2 separate regions of the Rattus norvegicus genome follow, and region 2 is linked to region 1. A link is a contact called in public Hi-C data. All regions are on one chromosome and are shown on one strand. The core of a region is the stretch at or near the end of the contact, and the rest is flanking DNA. Distances in the headings are between cores, read along the strand shown.

Evidence for each region. A called contact is a pair of places that touch in the nucleus more often than the background predicts.
Region 2: a contact with region 1 is called in a Hi-C map of frontal cortex, with 2.0 times the contacts expected there. The contact joins the promoter of Wipf3 here to the enhancer-like site in region 1. A contact is called at or near these places in 3 of 12 Hi-C or Micro-C datasets (frontal cortex, kidney and prefrontal cortex).

What each region holds. Positions count from the first base shown.
Region 1 is chr4:84,839,944-84,843,466 of GRCr8, forward strand. No RefSeq gene overlaps it. Among named protein-coding and RNA genes, the nearest start is that of Wipf3, 39 kb to the right of the region's middle. Within about 2 kb of position 1,633, at least 14 of the 93 cell types and tissues checked have an H3K27ac peak or open chromatin away from gene starts, as enhancers often do.
Region 2 is chr4:84,879,046-84,882,695 of GRCr8, forward strand. Wipf3 (WAS/WASL interacting protein family, member 3) reads left to right here and starts at 1,750. Exons shown (of 9, transcript NM_001398730.1): 1 at 1,750-1,881.

The DNA of each region.
Region 1 (3,523 bases), core at 383-2,882:
TCCGGGTTTACAGAGTATTAATATCTGATTGGTTCTATTACCATCTGTATAAAATTATCACAACACACACATTTATATTTTACATAAAATATAAATCTTATAATTATATTTATTTTATATTCAGTAATTTAAATGTCTAAAATTGCTAGGATAAAAATATTGATGTTAGGGCCAGAGAGACTGCTCAGCAGTTAAGAGCACTGACTGCTCTTCCAGAGGTCCTGAGTTCAATTCTTAGCAACCACATGGTGGCTCACAACTATCTGTAATGGAATCCAGTGCCCTCTTCTGGTGTGTCTGAAGATAGCTAGAGCATACTCATCATATATGTGTGTATATATATAAGATATATATATATCTTAGGGGTTGGGGATTTAGCTCAATGGTAGAGCGCTTGCCTAGGAAGCGCAAGGCCCTGGGTTCGGTCCCCAGCTCCGAAAAAAAGAACCAAAAAAAAAAAAGATATATATATATATCTTTAAAATGTTGATGTTAGTCATGTCTGCACACTTGCGATAGTTTGTTTTCTTAAGTGTTTTGTAATTGGGGGTTTGACCCCCCTACTCAATAGCTAGTTGTTATTATCGTTGTCATTTGAACAAGCAAGCAGTCAATGTTCATCTCAGCAGTTGAGAAAACAACACGGAAGGCAAATGCAGCCTACAGAATCCAAGTAGGACCCAGCCAAGCTGTGATAGCCAATTGTTGAATTGGTTGTGTATGCAAGCACTGGAAAGATTTTGTGAGGAGTTTATTTGTCCAGAAGGAACTGTTGGTGTTTGCTTCAGATACCCTACAGCTGCATAGTCTGAAAGTGTGACATTTAATCCCTTGCCGTATAGTTTGTTAGATGATAAAGGTGGTCTGTGATTATGCGTGTGGTGGACTTCTCCATGCATCTGTAATATATAAATGGAAATAAAAAACATTTTCTTTCATCTCCTTTTTCTGTGAATGAATTTTTTCTAGTCACCTCTTTTACCTGGCAGAGCAGCCATTGGAGGATCCAGGTTTAATACAGGTCACAGCCTCAAATATGTCCTTCAAATGTCTGCTAACACTCAAAGTGCTGGGTCTCTGCGATTGGAAATGCTTTTAGTTCAGTACAATGTCATCAGTAACGGATTGTACTATTTCTTGTCTCCGTTCCCCAAAATGATTTCCATAATTTTTGCAAACTGTGCATATTAAATGATGGATTCAGCGAAGATTTCTCGGTGTTTTATAAAGAGGAGACATTCAGAATGCCTGCTTACAGTGTCACGAGAAGCCAGAGCTCCAAACTGCATTCTGTAATCACTCACTCTCAGAGAGGCTGACCAGCAGCCCACTGAGAGGGCCTGACATCAACAACTCGGTGCATTCTTAAGTCTTTGATTGTTGAACTTTTCCATGACCTCTGCATCCTTCTGCTCAAATAATAACCTAAAAGCTGGCAATTTTCTGGAATGCTCTTTAGAAAACACTGGTTTAAATAATAATAGTGGGAGTCTGGCTGCTAATGGGCAGGAGTCCTTCTCGACATACCTGGAGATGTGCCAAGGAAAGCTTTGCAAACTAATTGTCTTTTGTCTGGTTTGGATCCCAGGCGAACCCAGAAGCACTGTGAACATTCTCCCCCATCCTGGCCAGAGCACGGAGCTCATGTTATCTCTCTTCACAGAAGGGAGAAGAGGAAACATTTTCCATTCTAGCTCTTGTTTTTGTACCCAAAAGTTTCCATGATTTTATTATGCGTGAAAAACTTTCCAAACCCAGTGACATGTGATCAACTTGGTGGAACAGTTGTGTAAAATCAGTCTTGCCATTTTTGAATAAGGAAACATTATATTTATTTTTAGACCATAGCATGTCTTCTCTCTGACAGCTCAGGAACAGACAGCACTGACGCAGAACCTCCCAGAGATCGACTTCTGACTGAAGGATGAAAGTTAAGCTACATTTCCCAAAGCTGAAGAAGTTTAAATGAGCTGCCTAAACAGAACACAGTCCCACGCAGCAGCCATGTGTCACGACCCACGAATCCGGCTTTACTGGCAAAGCTTTCGCACTAGGTAAAGCACAGGGATTCCAGGCGCTGCAGCAGGAGTGTTCCAAATTGTGGCACTGCGTCGTTTGGGAAAGCCACTGTGCCAACATTTTTACAAACCACATGAATATAGCGTTGCTGTAGAATTTATAATAGTTCAATGTTAAAACTAAAATATACACAGGAAGTAAATAGGAAATCCCAGATTTTGCTAGTAAATGTTGTTGTTGTTGTTGTTTGGCTAGAGTAAAAGTATACCTGAAGGTTGGGACCTGAGCTGGAGGTCTATCAACCTCTGAATTCTGCCTTTGAAAATCCCCTTTTGTAGTTGGGTTGCAGATTCGCCTTATTTAGCTTTAAGGGGAAAGAAAAGTATACACCAAAGAGCAACCAGGGAAAAGCCAATCAACAGATCCCTGAAAGTGTACTGAGAAACTCCTCCGTGTAAGGGATTTAGAGAAGCGGGGCTTTCTTCCCGTTAGATGTTCCCAAAACTTGTCTGAGACGTACGTGTACATATGTGTGAAAATGCAGAAACAGGGCATCTCCACTGTCTCTAGTACTGGTGTGATGCCCTCTAACAAGGCCTCTGTTGACCCCTGGCTAAACTGTCTCTGAAGCTGTAGACAACGTCGAATTCGTGGTATAAGTAAAAAGTAAAAGTTTCTAGATATGATTCCCGAATCACTGAAGATAACAGGGATGATGCATCTCGACATGAGCCTCTTTGTCTCCCTGAAATTCCCAGCTGTGTGAACAGTGTCCCTCCTATGTTAGAAAAACTAGAGGTACAGGAATGGGGACAATAGGGTTTGTCCCTTGGGTATGTGTATTGGGTTTGTGTATTGGGTTTGATGAGAGGATCACACTCCTACCCGGACTCTTGGTCTTTAAAACGCCCTTTGACATTGCAACTCCACATACACAAACATCAGTGGGAATGCTTCCTAAGGAGACAGGACATCCTTGGAAGCCTTCATGAGTTGTGAGGCAGCCAGAGGGACTCCTGACCACACTTACTGACATGTCTTTGTGTGTTTCCTCGGTGTCTCCTGAGGAGAGAAAAGCGTATGTATACAGCTCAGCTGGATTCTGGGTTTCAGCAGGGAATATCAGAAGGTGGGTAAAAGAAAATGAGGTCTTTGGTAAAGTCATGAGAAGGGCACAGCAAGTGAATGAAGGCAGAAACGGCCCTCTGTGCTCCACGTTCAGATTCAATTAAACACGGGCTCAAAATGGTGTGTAGGGTGTTAGTATGCAATGGTAGAAAACATGTACAAACTTTTCCTATACAGAGTAAGTCTCTAAACAACTGTTTTCATAACCTCCCCATTGTATTTAGCATAACTAGAGGTGATTTAAGATATAAAAGGGAAGGTTCTAGTTTATACATAACACTACACGTTTTACATAAAGGACTGGAGCATCCACAGATCTGAATACCAAAAGAATTCCTGGGACCAGTCCTTCCACAAATACCAAAGAACAGATCCT
Region 2 (3,650 bases), core at 500-2,999, 39 kb after region 1:
GGCAATGTCCAGAGGAAAAGACACAGGGAGTACCACATGTGCCACGAGACACTGAGCTCTTGAACACAAAAACTTCATGATGCTTTCAGCCCCAAATAGCCCCACTCTACCAACACCACTGCTTTGAATCAAGCATTTAAAAAGCTGAACTAGTATATCCTTCAGATATAGTCCAGCTGCAAGATAAATGACTATGTCTGTTCAACTAGTTTGTGCTTTGGGGCTCCATAGAAGACCTGGTGGGACTATGGAGTAACGAGAGTGAGGATTAACAACCGAAGACTGTCTTTGGCAATTGCTCGTACAGAATGGCTAGTGACTTTTAGTTGAAGTATACTCTTCATGTCTCATGTCTGGGATCATGTATTATCATTCTACACATAACCCCTTCTTCGCCTAAATCAAGAGAAAGTTGAATATTTGTCAGTACAAAAGTGAAAGACATAACTGAGTGTATTTTTTAAGGTTTGTTTATTTATTTTATGTGTGTATACTGTCACTATCCTCAGACACACTAGAAGAGGGCATCTGATCCCATTACAGATGGTTGTGAGCTGCCAAGTGGTTGCTGGGAATTGAACTCAGGACCTCGGGAAGCGCAGTCATTGAGTGCTCTTAACCTCCGAGCCATCTCTGTGGCCCTCCTGAGTGTAATCCTTGCTATAGCCATAAGCTTGTCAGGCTATAAACATAAGTAATTAGCAAAGTCGCCAAGGTCTACTGGGGATATAAACTTGGACCATGTGAATGGAGAGATAGGCTGCAATCCTGTGTGGTAGCCAGCTGCTGGCACTGACTCCCTCAAGGGTGCTCCCAGTACTGGAGCCAGGGCTTTGACAGTAGAGAGCCTGACGCCTTAGCTAGTGCACTGTAGGACCTCGCAGAGCAACAAGCTCACAAAAGAACCTCAAGCACTGAAGGACCAGTCAAGAGTCCAGCAGGACATCCTTATCTGGCAGGAATGCCTAAGATGTGAGAAACAGGAAATGCCAGCCTGAAGCAGCACCTGGAGCAGCACAGTGTCTACAGTAGCTTCCGACACCAATCTGCATCCTCCAAGCTCTGGACAGTGGGACAGTGAAGTGACACAGGGACTTGCTTGCCACCCAACTTCACTGGGAAGGCTTACTCTAGATTTCAAACCGCCTTCTTTCCCCTTTAGCCCCACCCGAAGCCCTACCTGCGCACCTCCCTGTGTTACCAGGATACCAGGATATTTTGAGCTCACCTTTCTCTGGGCGCAAGCTTTTCTGCCCATCCTACCCCCGCCCCCAGCTCTCTCCACCCACACACCCACCGCCGCCTTTCAAGCCCAGGTCTAAATTGGGTGTACAGGGATGTACTGGATGTCTTCTTGGCTCTGTATTATATGTACCTGCTCATGCTCATGGGGACAACAGGCTGTCCCGTTCTCCCTTTGTCCCTTTGCTTATAGCGCTGTAGCAGGCTTAGCGAGGGCTCCGAAATGTTTGTAATATATAGATGAGGTGGCGTGCAGGGGAACTCCAGCCCTTGGCTCCATTGTCCCCTTGGCTCACACTCGGGACTCTGTACCTGGGAGCTGCGCTGCGCAGCCAGGACCGCCTCCTGGGTGCCAGAGCCACCCCGCCCTCTGGGTCGCGTCCCGGGGAGCCGGGCGGCGAGGCTCCAGGACGGCCGCCAGGAGCAGGTGGGGGCGGCGGCTCCGCCTCCGCGTCCCGGCAGCGCCTAAGCCCAGCCGGGAGAGCTTGGAGCGCAGAGCCCAGCTCAGCCAGGCGCGCAGAAGCAACGCCAGGCACTGCCGGCAGATCAACTGGGATCCTCGAGGCGGCAAGAGGACAGGGACAGCGGGGACCGCGACTCCAGTAAAAGTCCAGTCGGCCCGGTTACGGCCAGCTGCAGGTAGCTGCACCGCTCGCGTCCGGGCCCTGAGTGGAGTGGCGGGCTCGGGTTGTCGTGGGGGTAGTGGGGACAGTCCTGAGGTGTAGTAGCCTTTGGCGGTGTTAGGGACGCTGGGCGCGAGTCTTCAGGACCCCCTCCAGACTGCAGTCCCCAGCCACGACTAGATCTTGGCGGTGCTCCGAGCAGCCCTAGCGGCAGCCACTCGCTCCCCGCCCGCCACCGGCCCGAAAGGGACCATGGCCACACGAGGTCACTTCAGGGCTGTCTGGTGACCTCCCAGGACAGCACTCTTTAGTAAGCAGCTTCTGGCACGGAGGCCTCTTAGGCCTGATGCCCCAAGGGGGCTCTGCTTCCCTTCCTCAAGTCACCCCTGAGAACAAAAGGGTGGGTCTCCCTGGTGTGAGGGGTGCTCCTAGAAGGGGTGCTGGCGATTAGGAGAGATCTGGGGACCTGCACAATCAGACAAGGATTGAGGACACTGGACCATCCCCCAGGAAGAAAACCAGTTCTGGAGGGAGAAGTGACTTATCCAAGGTCACACAGTTCCTGGTGACAGAGCTTGGCCAGGAGCTGGTGTGCTGACTCCCGGGAGGCTTATCTGCAAGCCTGCTGAGGTCAGGAACCAGAGAGTGTGTGTGTCTGTCCATTATCTCTAGCCACTCATTTACATCTGGCCACAAATGGCCTTTAAAGTCCTTTGGAGGTGTGCAGGACTGGGTAAGTGCGGCTATTTCCCCCTGAATACCCATTCTCTTGTGGGAACAAATGCCTTCTTCTGCATACCTTGAGTGTTCTTCAGTTGGATAGATAATCTGCGCAGAAATCCAGGAAGCCTGTCTAATGGCCCCAGGACAAACCAGAAGCATCTCTGACACACAATCTGGGGACACTGTGAGGAAAGTTTCCAGTGGGACATTGGCATTCCTCCTCTGTGCCTGGGGTCCTTGGATGTAGATGAAGGCATTTGTTGGGCAGACTTGTGTGACTTTTAAAGCTTGTGCACGTCCATCTCCTTGCTAGAAGCCCCGTAACCTCAGAGAGGTTCAGGAGAGGGTTTCTTGTCACTAGTTAGTATCGTAATCCTCAGACACTCCAGCCTTGTTCTTAAGGTTCACTCCTTTTACTTTCTGTGTAAGTCTTCTGAGGTGCAGGACTGTGTGCCTGGTGCCCCTAGAGGTTGGAAGAGGGCATTGGATCCCCTGGACTAGGGTTATGGATGTATTGCTCTTGAGCCACTGAGTGTGTATTGGAAATGAATCCTGCTCTGTCTACAAGACCAGGGGTTTCACCGATAAACTCTCTGTTCAGCCCCAGCCTTCTTCTAAAAGCCATCCTCTCTAAACTATAAAGTAGTAGTAGTAAAGGTCAGAAGTGGCTGCCTTTGGACTTCCTACTGGCCTGGACAGGTCTTCAAGGCACTTTGGGTCTGGACTCACTCCCCATACATTGAAACGCAGGAAGTTATGTGCTTTAGACATGTGCACACCACTTGTGGCTTTTTTTTTTTTACTTCAATAACAACTTAAGTAGATATTTGATGCCGAAGGGCGTCCACCATGGCAGTGCTCAGACTGCTGCAGACTCCCAGCTAATGTGCTTTAGAGATGCATTTCAAACACGGAAAAACCAAATCAGGAAAACAGGGAGTAGGACAGGGGAGGAAAGAAAAAAAACAGTGCAGAAGTAGCAGGAAACGGCTGGACACTGTAGACGCCTCCATATGCATTAACTTAAGAGTCCTGTGGTTTCTGTAATCATTGTGCCTTTCC